2 separate regions of the Oryctolagus cuniculus genome follow, and region 1 is linked to region 2. A link is a contact called in public Hi-C data. All regions are on one chromosome and are shown on one strand. Each heading gives the region's core, a stretch centred on a gene start, on an enhancer-like site or on the middle of the called end of the contact. The rest is flanking DNA. Distances are from core to core; before and after follow the strand shown. Region 1 has its middle 75 kb from the start of ZNF438. Region 2 has its middle 190 kb from the start of ZNF438.

The links. A called contact is a pair of places that touch in the nucleus more often than the background predicts.
Region 1: a Hi-C map of skin fibroblasts shows a contact between it and region 2, with 1.9 times the contacts expected there. The contact joins two enhancer-like sites. A contact is called at or near these places in 2 of 6 Hi-C or Micro-C datasets (psoas muscle and skin fibroblasts).

Annotation. Positions count from the first base shown.
Region 1 is chr13:101,727,088-101,731,098 of mOryCun1.1, forward strand. No RefSeq gene overlaps it. Among named protein-coding and RNA genes, the nearest start is that of ZNF438, 75 kb to the left of the region's middle. Within about 2 kb of position 1,889, at least 6 of the 8 cell types and tissues checked have an H3K27ac peak or open chromatin away from gene starts, as enhancers often do.
Region 2 is chr13:101,461,138-101,465,538 of mOryCun1.1, forward strand. No RefSeq gene overlaps it. Among named protein-coding and RNA genes, the nearest start is that of ZNF438, 190 kb to the right of the region's middle. Within about 2 kb of position 3,079, at least 4 of the 8 cell types and tissues checked have an H3K27ac peak or open chromatin away from gene starts, as enhancers often do.

The DNA of each region.
Region 1 (4,011 bases), core at 639-3,138, 260 kb after region 2:
TATTTATTTATTTGTTTGTTTGTTTGTTTTAAAGGGGCACCCACCTCACGCTCACTCCACAGACTGCAGTTTCTAAATCGCCGCGCTGCAGGATACCACAAAGTAGCCCCATCCCAAACCAGGGCCACTTGGTGCCAGGCTGTCCCCGCGGGTGGGAAGCATCCTCCTCAGAAGAGGAGTTGGATGGGTTGCTCAGTAGGGGAAGAGAAGTCTGGATCATCCAGCAGTTCAACTCACGGGTAGGAACCCCACGGCCCAGGCCCGCTGTCCGGTGCATACAGTCCACCCCTGACCGGCACCCCAGGAGGCCGGTTTGGGAATTTTGGCTCTAGAAGCTGCACCTGCATTGATCACAAAGAGCCATGGGATTCTTTACAGGAAAACCTTGTCTTGTGGAAGTGAGTACCCGGCCAGTGACTCCTCACAGGAGGCTGGCCGAGGGGGCAGGGGGTGCAGAGGGACCCGGGTGGGTAAGGCAGGCTCTGCTCACTGCCACAACCCTCCTGGTCCCCAGAGGCTGGGTTCAGGACCCTCCTGTTGTTACCTGTTGCACTTCAAACCGTTCCTTGGCATGTGGAATTAAGTTTCTTTGGGAGCAAACAAAAGTTTTGAAATCCATGCATAGTTTTTTTTTTTTTTTCTTAATAAGCATTTTTTTTTCCCGCGGAACATTTTGAAGACCCCTCAGATGTAAGCGTATCCAACCTCTGGACACGGATTTTTGTTATCTGTCACCAGGCGCCCTCGGGCGCCACAGCCGGCACGCAGTCAGGAGGACCCTGTGGCCTGGGGTCTCCTCCCTGCTTTGCGCAGGTCCATTGTCTGACACCACGCACACAGCAAGCCCTCTGCGTGGGGGAGAAGAGGGGACCGCGGGACCCAGCGCTCGGCCCTCACGTCCCTGCTGTCACTTATGCCAGCCTTGGTGTTCATGCCACGGACGCGAGCCTGAGTAGCCTGTGTGTGTGCCGGTTCAGGATCTAGGGGTGAGAGCCCAGCAGCGGGGCAACTCGCTCAGCCACAGACCCGAATGCCAAGCAAGAAAAGGCAGGGCGAGGACGTGAGGGCGCCCACATCAAGAGTCCAGGCGGGCTCTGCAAAGCTGTCTTTTTAAAAAAAAAAAATCTACCAGGCCAGGGACCAGGCAGCTCAGAGCTGGGTGCCTGGTTCTGGCTGCCTATTATTCACCTGCTCTCTCGCGCCTGAAGCCCCAAATCCACCTGTCCAGACGCCGGGGGACCCAGCCCCAGCTCCCCCAGGCGCGGCCTCCCCGGCCAGCGCCGCGCGGGCCAGGGCAGACGCGGACACAGCCTTGCGCCCCGGGCGCCAGGGCCGCCGCGCCCACCCCGCCCACCCGCCCCTCCCGGCGTGACGTCACCGGGCCACGTGACGCCTCCCCCCCCCCCCCGCCCCCGCCAGCCCGGGGCCTCAGCTGCGCGCCTCTCCGGTGCTGGGGGGTTCTGCGCGGCCCCTCCCCGCGCTGCCGCCCCCAGAGCCCGCGCGGGGCGCGCAGCGAGGGGGCTCTGTTGAAATGAGAAGCGGCGCTGGGAATGCAGGGGAGCAGATGTCCCTGTTGCTGGCGAGGCCTGGGTGGCCTGCTGTTCGGGCAGAAAGGGTGGAGGCGATGACCTTGCGCGCCGGCTGTCAATCTCACCGGTGCAGATGGCCAGCCTCGAGCCCTGCGCGCGCCTCGGAGTTGGAAAGGGAGCGGGGCCGCTGGGGAGGACGCAGCCTGCGTGGCGGTGGGGGAGGAGGAGGAGGAGGAGGCGAGGCGGCGGCCAGGAGGGAGCGCGAGGGGCTGCTAAGAAAGGCCGGCCCCGCGCACAATGCGGCGCGGGCAGCGGCCCCCGGGGACCAGACGAGGCGGTGCCCATGTGCCCTCTGGATTCCCAATCCTCTTAGGCGCCTGCGAGCAAAGAGCAGGGCGGCCCGGGCCTTGACGCCTGGACGTGCGCACCACGCATGCAGATGCGGGCACTTCCCTGGGAGGGTTATGGGGTGGGTGGGATCGCCAGGAACGCGCCAGGAAACCCAGCCGGCCGCGTGCGGGGCTCTTGCATTTTCCCCTGGAAGAGACCTCCCCTTTCCATGTTCAGAAAAGCCAGCTGAGCTCCACAGTCCTTAGTCACCCAGGTATTTACTGAGTTTTTCCTACTTCCTTTCTCTCTTGGCCTGTGTGGTCAGTGGTATAAAATTCCTGGGAACTCCCACCTAAACACCAGCTTCCTGTTTATGTTCCCAGCTGTGAACAGCAGTGGACCAAGAGTCTAGGATAAACAGCCAGCAGAGGTTTGCAGGTGAGTTGGAGGGGGAAAAAAGCCAACAACTATCTCCCCCCCCCAAAAAAAAAAACCACTAAGATGGGCCGGTCAGAGGGTCAGGTTCAATGCTAAAATCACCCGGGAGAAAGGGAAAAATTAAAATGTAACTTTATGCCTGAGCTCAGACTGCCCTGTCTACAGGGAGCCGATACAATTCCATAATAAAAGAGGATACACCAAAGTATGCGTGTTCTCATCTGTAGCCACTAAAGGCCCTTTTTTTTAGTTCTGTTGTGCTGGCAGGTTGACGTTCCCACATGAGCACAGCCTCTGTGTGTGTGTGTGTGCAGGCGACACCTCTCCATGGCTGTAGCCGCCTGAATTGCCACTTCCTCAGCTTGGAAAAGAACCCAACAGGACCTGGGTAGCTTCCGCACCAACAGATAAGACCTCGTTAGGGACTCCTACATCCTGTTTTATCAGAGTACTTGGTTTGAGCCCTGGCTCTGCTCCTGATCCATGCCAGCTTCCTGCTCGGTGACCCTGGAAGGCAGCAGGTGGTGGCTCAGCCAGCTGTTTCTGCCCAGCACATGGTGGGGGGGCTGGATTGGGGCCCCCAGTCATGGATTCTGGCTGTGGCTTGGCACAGCCCTGGCTATTATCCGTGTATGTCAGCGGTGAGCCAGGGCATGGGACCGATCTCTCTTTGTCTCTCTTTCTGTCTCTCTCCCTCCTCTTCCTTCCATCTCCCTTTCCCTCCCTCCCTGTCTCTCTATCCCTATGCCTCACTGTTAGATTTTTTAAAAAGAAGAAGGACCAGTATTGTAGGGTAGCCGGTGAAGCCTCCACCTGCCATGCAGCATCCCATATGGGCGCCGGTTTCTGTCCCGGCTGCTCCACTTCCGATCCGGCTCCCTGCTAATGGCAAAAGCAGCAGAAAATGGCTCAAGTGCTTGAGCCCCTGCCACCCACATGGGAGACCTGGAGGAAGCTCCTGGCTCCTGGCTTTGGCCTGGCCCAGCACTGGCAGTTGTGGGAGTGAACCAGCAGATGGAAGAACTCTGTCTCTGTCTGTAACTCTGCCTTTCCAAATACATGAGTATTTTTATAAGAAGAACCAAGCGGTCATGCTGATCCTGTCCACCCCTGCTCTAGCACAGGGTTCCTGGCCTGGCTCCCGGGGAGTGGACAGAGGTTTTGCCATCAAACTCCCTCTGGTGAGCAACTCCTCCCTGGCTGGGAAGACAGCATCGCTCCTTGACCATCTTGTTTTGTAATCAGAGTTTTCTGCTTATAAAACTCGACTCCATCTCAGTTTACGGAGTCCTGCAGAACAGATCCGAGTTCTCATGGCGTTGCCTCTCAGGAACTTGGAAGCAGCACGTGGCTGCAAACCAAAGGACGGTGAGCCCGTGTGCAGGTCATCCAGGCAAAACTAACTTTTGCTTTTTTGTTTCTGTCCTTTCCTGTTCTGGGTTGGTAGAGCCAGACTCGGTTATTCAGGTCTGGGAAAGAAAGGGAGGGTCCTTCTCCGGGCCGACCTTTCGTGGTCTCGTGGGTTATGCTCACAAGAGCCCTCCGGGCAGGTACGGCTGAGGTCCCTTTCTACAGACCCAGAGGTCAAGGACTCACCAAGGTCACAGGCTGATGAGGGGGGCAATGAGGTCGCAGCCTGGAACTCCTGCTTGATGCTACCCGAAGCCTCTACCGTCCCACTCCAGAGCAGAAACCCAGGGTCCAGAATTTTTTT
Region 2 (4,401 bases), core at 1,829-4,328:
AGGAGGGGGGAGAGAGAGGGGGAGAGAGAGAGAGAGAGAGAGAGAGGGAGAGAGAGAGAGAGGGAGAGAGAGAGAGAGAGAGAGAGAGAGACTGCTGCTGCTGTGCAGTGGACGGTCCAGAGAAAGCCTCTCTGTTCAGCACGGGGCCATTGCAAAGGCCCTCACCTGCCACACTGCGCCGTCACCATGGGCCGGCCCATGGGAGTGCTGGCCCCGAGGCCGCTCCCCGTCCGATCTCACTGGGCTCCAGGAGCTGGGCTGGCCTGGCTGTGAGCTGTCCTCAGAGCCTCTCCCCCTACCCCTTCCTTCCTTCCTTCCTCCTCCCCTCCCCCCCAGGAGTCAGATCTGGCGGGAAGGCCAAGGCTCTTGTTGCCCCCTACCCTGCCCTGGCACCCCCATATTCTCCACAGGTGTCCCCTGTGAACCCTTCTCACGTCTACCTCCACCCGCCCCTCTGATCTGGGAGAGCCCTACTCGGCCAGAGGGGCGCGTGCTACCTTGGGGACTGGGGGTCCAGCTGCCTGCCCAGCTCTGCCGCCCGGCTCAGCTGGGAGAAAGCACCTGTGGCCTGGGCCAGATGCACGCTCCTGGGAGATCACCGACCTGGCAGCTCGCAGAGCCAGGGGCCTCCAAGCCCTGGGGATGGGGGTTGGGGGTGCGGGGGTGGCAGCGACCTGCAGGCAAAAGCATTCTTCCTGCCCCCTCTGGCGCCATCCGGCACCCGCCTCGGAGCTCACAGCCCAAGGCACCGGGAAGCTGGCCCGCCCGGAAGAAAGTGCCCTTGTTCCAGGCGCACAAAGGCTGGGCGCTGGGCAGGCGACGGGCCCTGCATGCTAATGGCCAGGGACACTTGGAAGCCCCGGCTGTGCGCGGCGGGGAAGCCTGGCCCCGCGCCCCCGCTGCCGCCGCTGCCGCCGCTGCCGCCGCTTCGGCCCCGCGCGGGCCCCGACTCCGTTCGGCCGGCGCTGCGCCCCCTCGCCCCCCAAAGCCCAGGGCCGCAGCGGCGTGGGGCACCGGGGCGAGCGAGAGCCGCAGGCGGCGCACGCGTCATAGCAGCCGCGCAAGCTTGGACCAACAGGTCCCACCAAAACGTGTTCGCCATCTGCTTTGCCTGAGCTGTTTTTTTTTTTTCCAGGCAAACGACGTTTATTATGTTAATTTATTTTACTGTCAACAACACAGGATAGCACAGTTGCTGTTAAGCAACATCATTATATAGCTCATTCTGGCACGGTACCAGCAGCAGGAATTTGGGGGGGGGGGGTAGAAATGCAACAGGAATAAAAACGTATTGAGATGGTGATTTACTTAAAGGGGAGCCCAAGATGATGCTAATTCTGGAAACAAGCGGCTTCCTCCAGCCAGGGCTGCGGCTCCAGGTGCTTACCCAGGGATCTGGGGCTTGGGGCTGGGAGAAAGACTTCGAGGTCTCGCATTTTCCAAGTCCCCCGTCTCTGGGAACATTCTCCCATTTTCCAGAAAGTCAAGCAGGGAGACCCAGAGGAGTGCTCAGCCGACAGGGCGACCCCAGTGAAACCGAAGGCAGCCGGGCAGGGGGTGGCCCTTGCAATACCTCGGTTTATTATTATCCTGCCTCGGGGAGACCAAGCAATTCCACAGTTCCAGGGCCAGAGAGGAGGGACAAAAGTGGGGAGTGCTGGGTGGGGGAGAGAGCACGAAGAAGCTTCTAGAAGTGTCGCTTTCACCGCCACCCCTCCTGGTGGGCTCAGACAGCTCCTCATTTAGGGAATGAGCAGCATGGGATCCATACAGTCTCCTGGGAGGGGCCCAGAGCTGCCGCCTCCAGGGAACAGGGTTTCTTCTACGCCACGGAGATGGTTTGTGCGTGTCCAATGGGGGCCTTCCTGGAGGCGGCAGCAGAGGCTGGCCATCGTGGGAAGGGGGTGCAGCTTGGGAGAAATCCCCATGGTGCACAGTGACCCTTGTGCCTGATGGACAGATCTGGTGGCCAGGTGGTGGCTGGAGGGGAGGTGGGGGGGAGGGTGCAGAGGGAGTGTGCAAATATTTGGTTTCGCAGGCTGGGTCATCTTACCCAGGTTAACACTTGGGGCCGTAAGCCCTTGTCCACCCTCCCCGCGCTGCCTAGGCAGCCGCCAGGAGGACACAGGGCTCACAGGGCTCAGGTTCCCACAGCTGGCTGCTGACTGTCCGGGCTGGGCACACAGGGGCCAGGGAAGACGGTCACCGTGAGGCCAGCCGCGGGCCACAGTGAGAGGAGTCACAGCCGCCATCCAGGTCCAGTCTGAGGGCTTCCTCCCAGGCACCCATGACCTCCTAAGAACCAACACCCGACCTGCTCCTGGTGCCACTGAGCTAAGGAGCCCGGCCTGGGCCACAGTCTGGCTCTGGCCCCTCAGGGTGGGCCTCCTGCCTTTGTTCCCCATCGCACCCCTCTAGGTTCACCCCAAATTACACATTCCCAGACCACTCCATTTAACGGGGAGCTGAGCCTTGCATCCAAGGCCTGGACCTGTAATTCTGGAATGTCTTAGCCCAGGAGCTTCGGGGCCCCTGTCTTTATAGCCCAGGCCAGGGACAAGACGTGGGAGCGGTCGCCCCCCTAACCTACGAAGCTCCTTGGGGGGGTTCCAGGACAGCGGTAGGAGGCGGCGCGTGCAGACGGCTGCGGGCCACCAGGGGGCGGTGTGGACCACGACGGGCTCAGAGCCCCCCGCCCCGCAGCGCGCAGCGGGACTGCATGCAGGGCGCTTTGTGCGCGGCGCCCTGGCCGGAGTTGGTGACTTGCTCGCTCCGGGCTCCGGGCTTCGTGCCGCGGCGCTGGGAGAGGAACCTGGGCAGGAAGGAGCTGCAGAGGCCGCCCGGTCCGTCCGCGCCCTCGCCCTGGCCGGCTGGGGTGGCCTTTGCAGGCTGCGCGCGCGCCCTCCTGGCTCCTAAGCGGGTGCGGGGCTGCGTCCCGGCGGCTGCGATTGCCACGTGTCAGGAAGAAGCCACCGCTCCCCTGGGCGCGCACCTCGGGACGGCCGGACCCGTGGGACTCCGAGGCAGGGGGACCAGGCCTGGGCACGGTGGCCCCGGGGACTGCGTGCCCGCCTCCCCCCGGGGCGCGCAGGGGGAGCGAGCTGGGAAGAGCCGGCTTCTCTTTGCGCACGCCTCGCCGGGTCGGGCCACGACCCCTGCACCCTATTAAGTCGGCGGTACCATCCATATTCATGAGGCCTAATTAACTCTGAAAGGCCCGGCCGACAGGGCTGCCCCGGCTGCCCCGGGGGCCCGACACCCCCCCTCCCCCCCAGCGTCTCCCCTGCGCGGCGCGGCCTCTGCAGCTGCTCCCGCGGCCCGCCCGCCCGAGGCCGCCCTGGGCGCTGGCTCCTCCCCGCGGCTCCTGCCGGGGCCTCTGCGCCCTCGGCCCGCTGTAGCTGGCGTGAGGCTGCAGGGCAGGAGAGACTGCCGGTGCTGAGCTGTCCACGGGGCGCCAAGCCCTCTCCCTCTGCCCTAATTCTTCTCCTACTTCCACGGGAAGGCGTTTGAGGTTCCCATCTCCTGACCAGCCCGCAGTGTAGGGAGCAAACTTTTTATTATTATTATTTTTTTTTATTTTTAAAGGCAGAGTTACAGAAAGAGGGAGAGACAGACAGAGATCTTCCATCCGCTGGTTCACTTCCCAAATGGGTGCATCAGCCAGGGCTGGGCTGGGCAAAAGCCAGGAGCTAGGAGCTTCTTCTAGGTCTCCCCCATGGGTGCAGGGGCCCAAGGACCTGGGCCATCTTCTACTGCTTTCCCAGGCTATGGCAGAGAGCTGGATGGGAAGAGGAGCAGCTGGGTCTTGGACAGGCACCCATATGGGATGCAGGCGCTGCATCCGGTTCCCATGTTACAAACCACCTTGAACGAGCTTAGGCAAGCTAGAGAAAGCGTGCCCAGTTCCAGCTGCAGCAGGCATTTGGGGAGTGGACCAGCAGATGGACGGTCTCTGTGTGTCTGCCTTCTGTTATTTTTTGAGGTCTCAGCTGGGTCCAGTGTCCAGTGTGGCTGCCACACCCACACCTGAGTCTTGGTCAGATGGCCTGGGGTGTTCAGAATCCTGGTTCGGCTTGCCCGTGAGAAAGCGGGTTCATTAAAGAGGTTCGCGGGGATGTGGCGACTGTAGCATCAAAGCGGCTTCAACCGGCGGGCGACTCCCTGCTCACATCATGGCCCGCCAGGTGACCCGAGGCCAGGGGCTCCCTCCTTCTCCTGGCTCCACCAAGGAGAGGGGAGGGGGTCCTCACAGCAGGTGAGAGTGAGGCTCACGGCCAAACTTGCAGCAGCCCTCCAGGAACCGGCAGAATTCGGCGAGAAACCACCGAGGCTTCTGCTGCTGGTCCGCTCATACGTGCCGGCCGCCAGACACCCGCTTGACGGCAGGTGCCACCTCTGTTG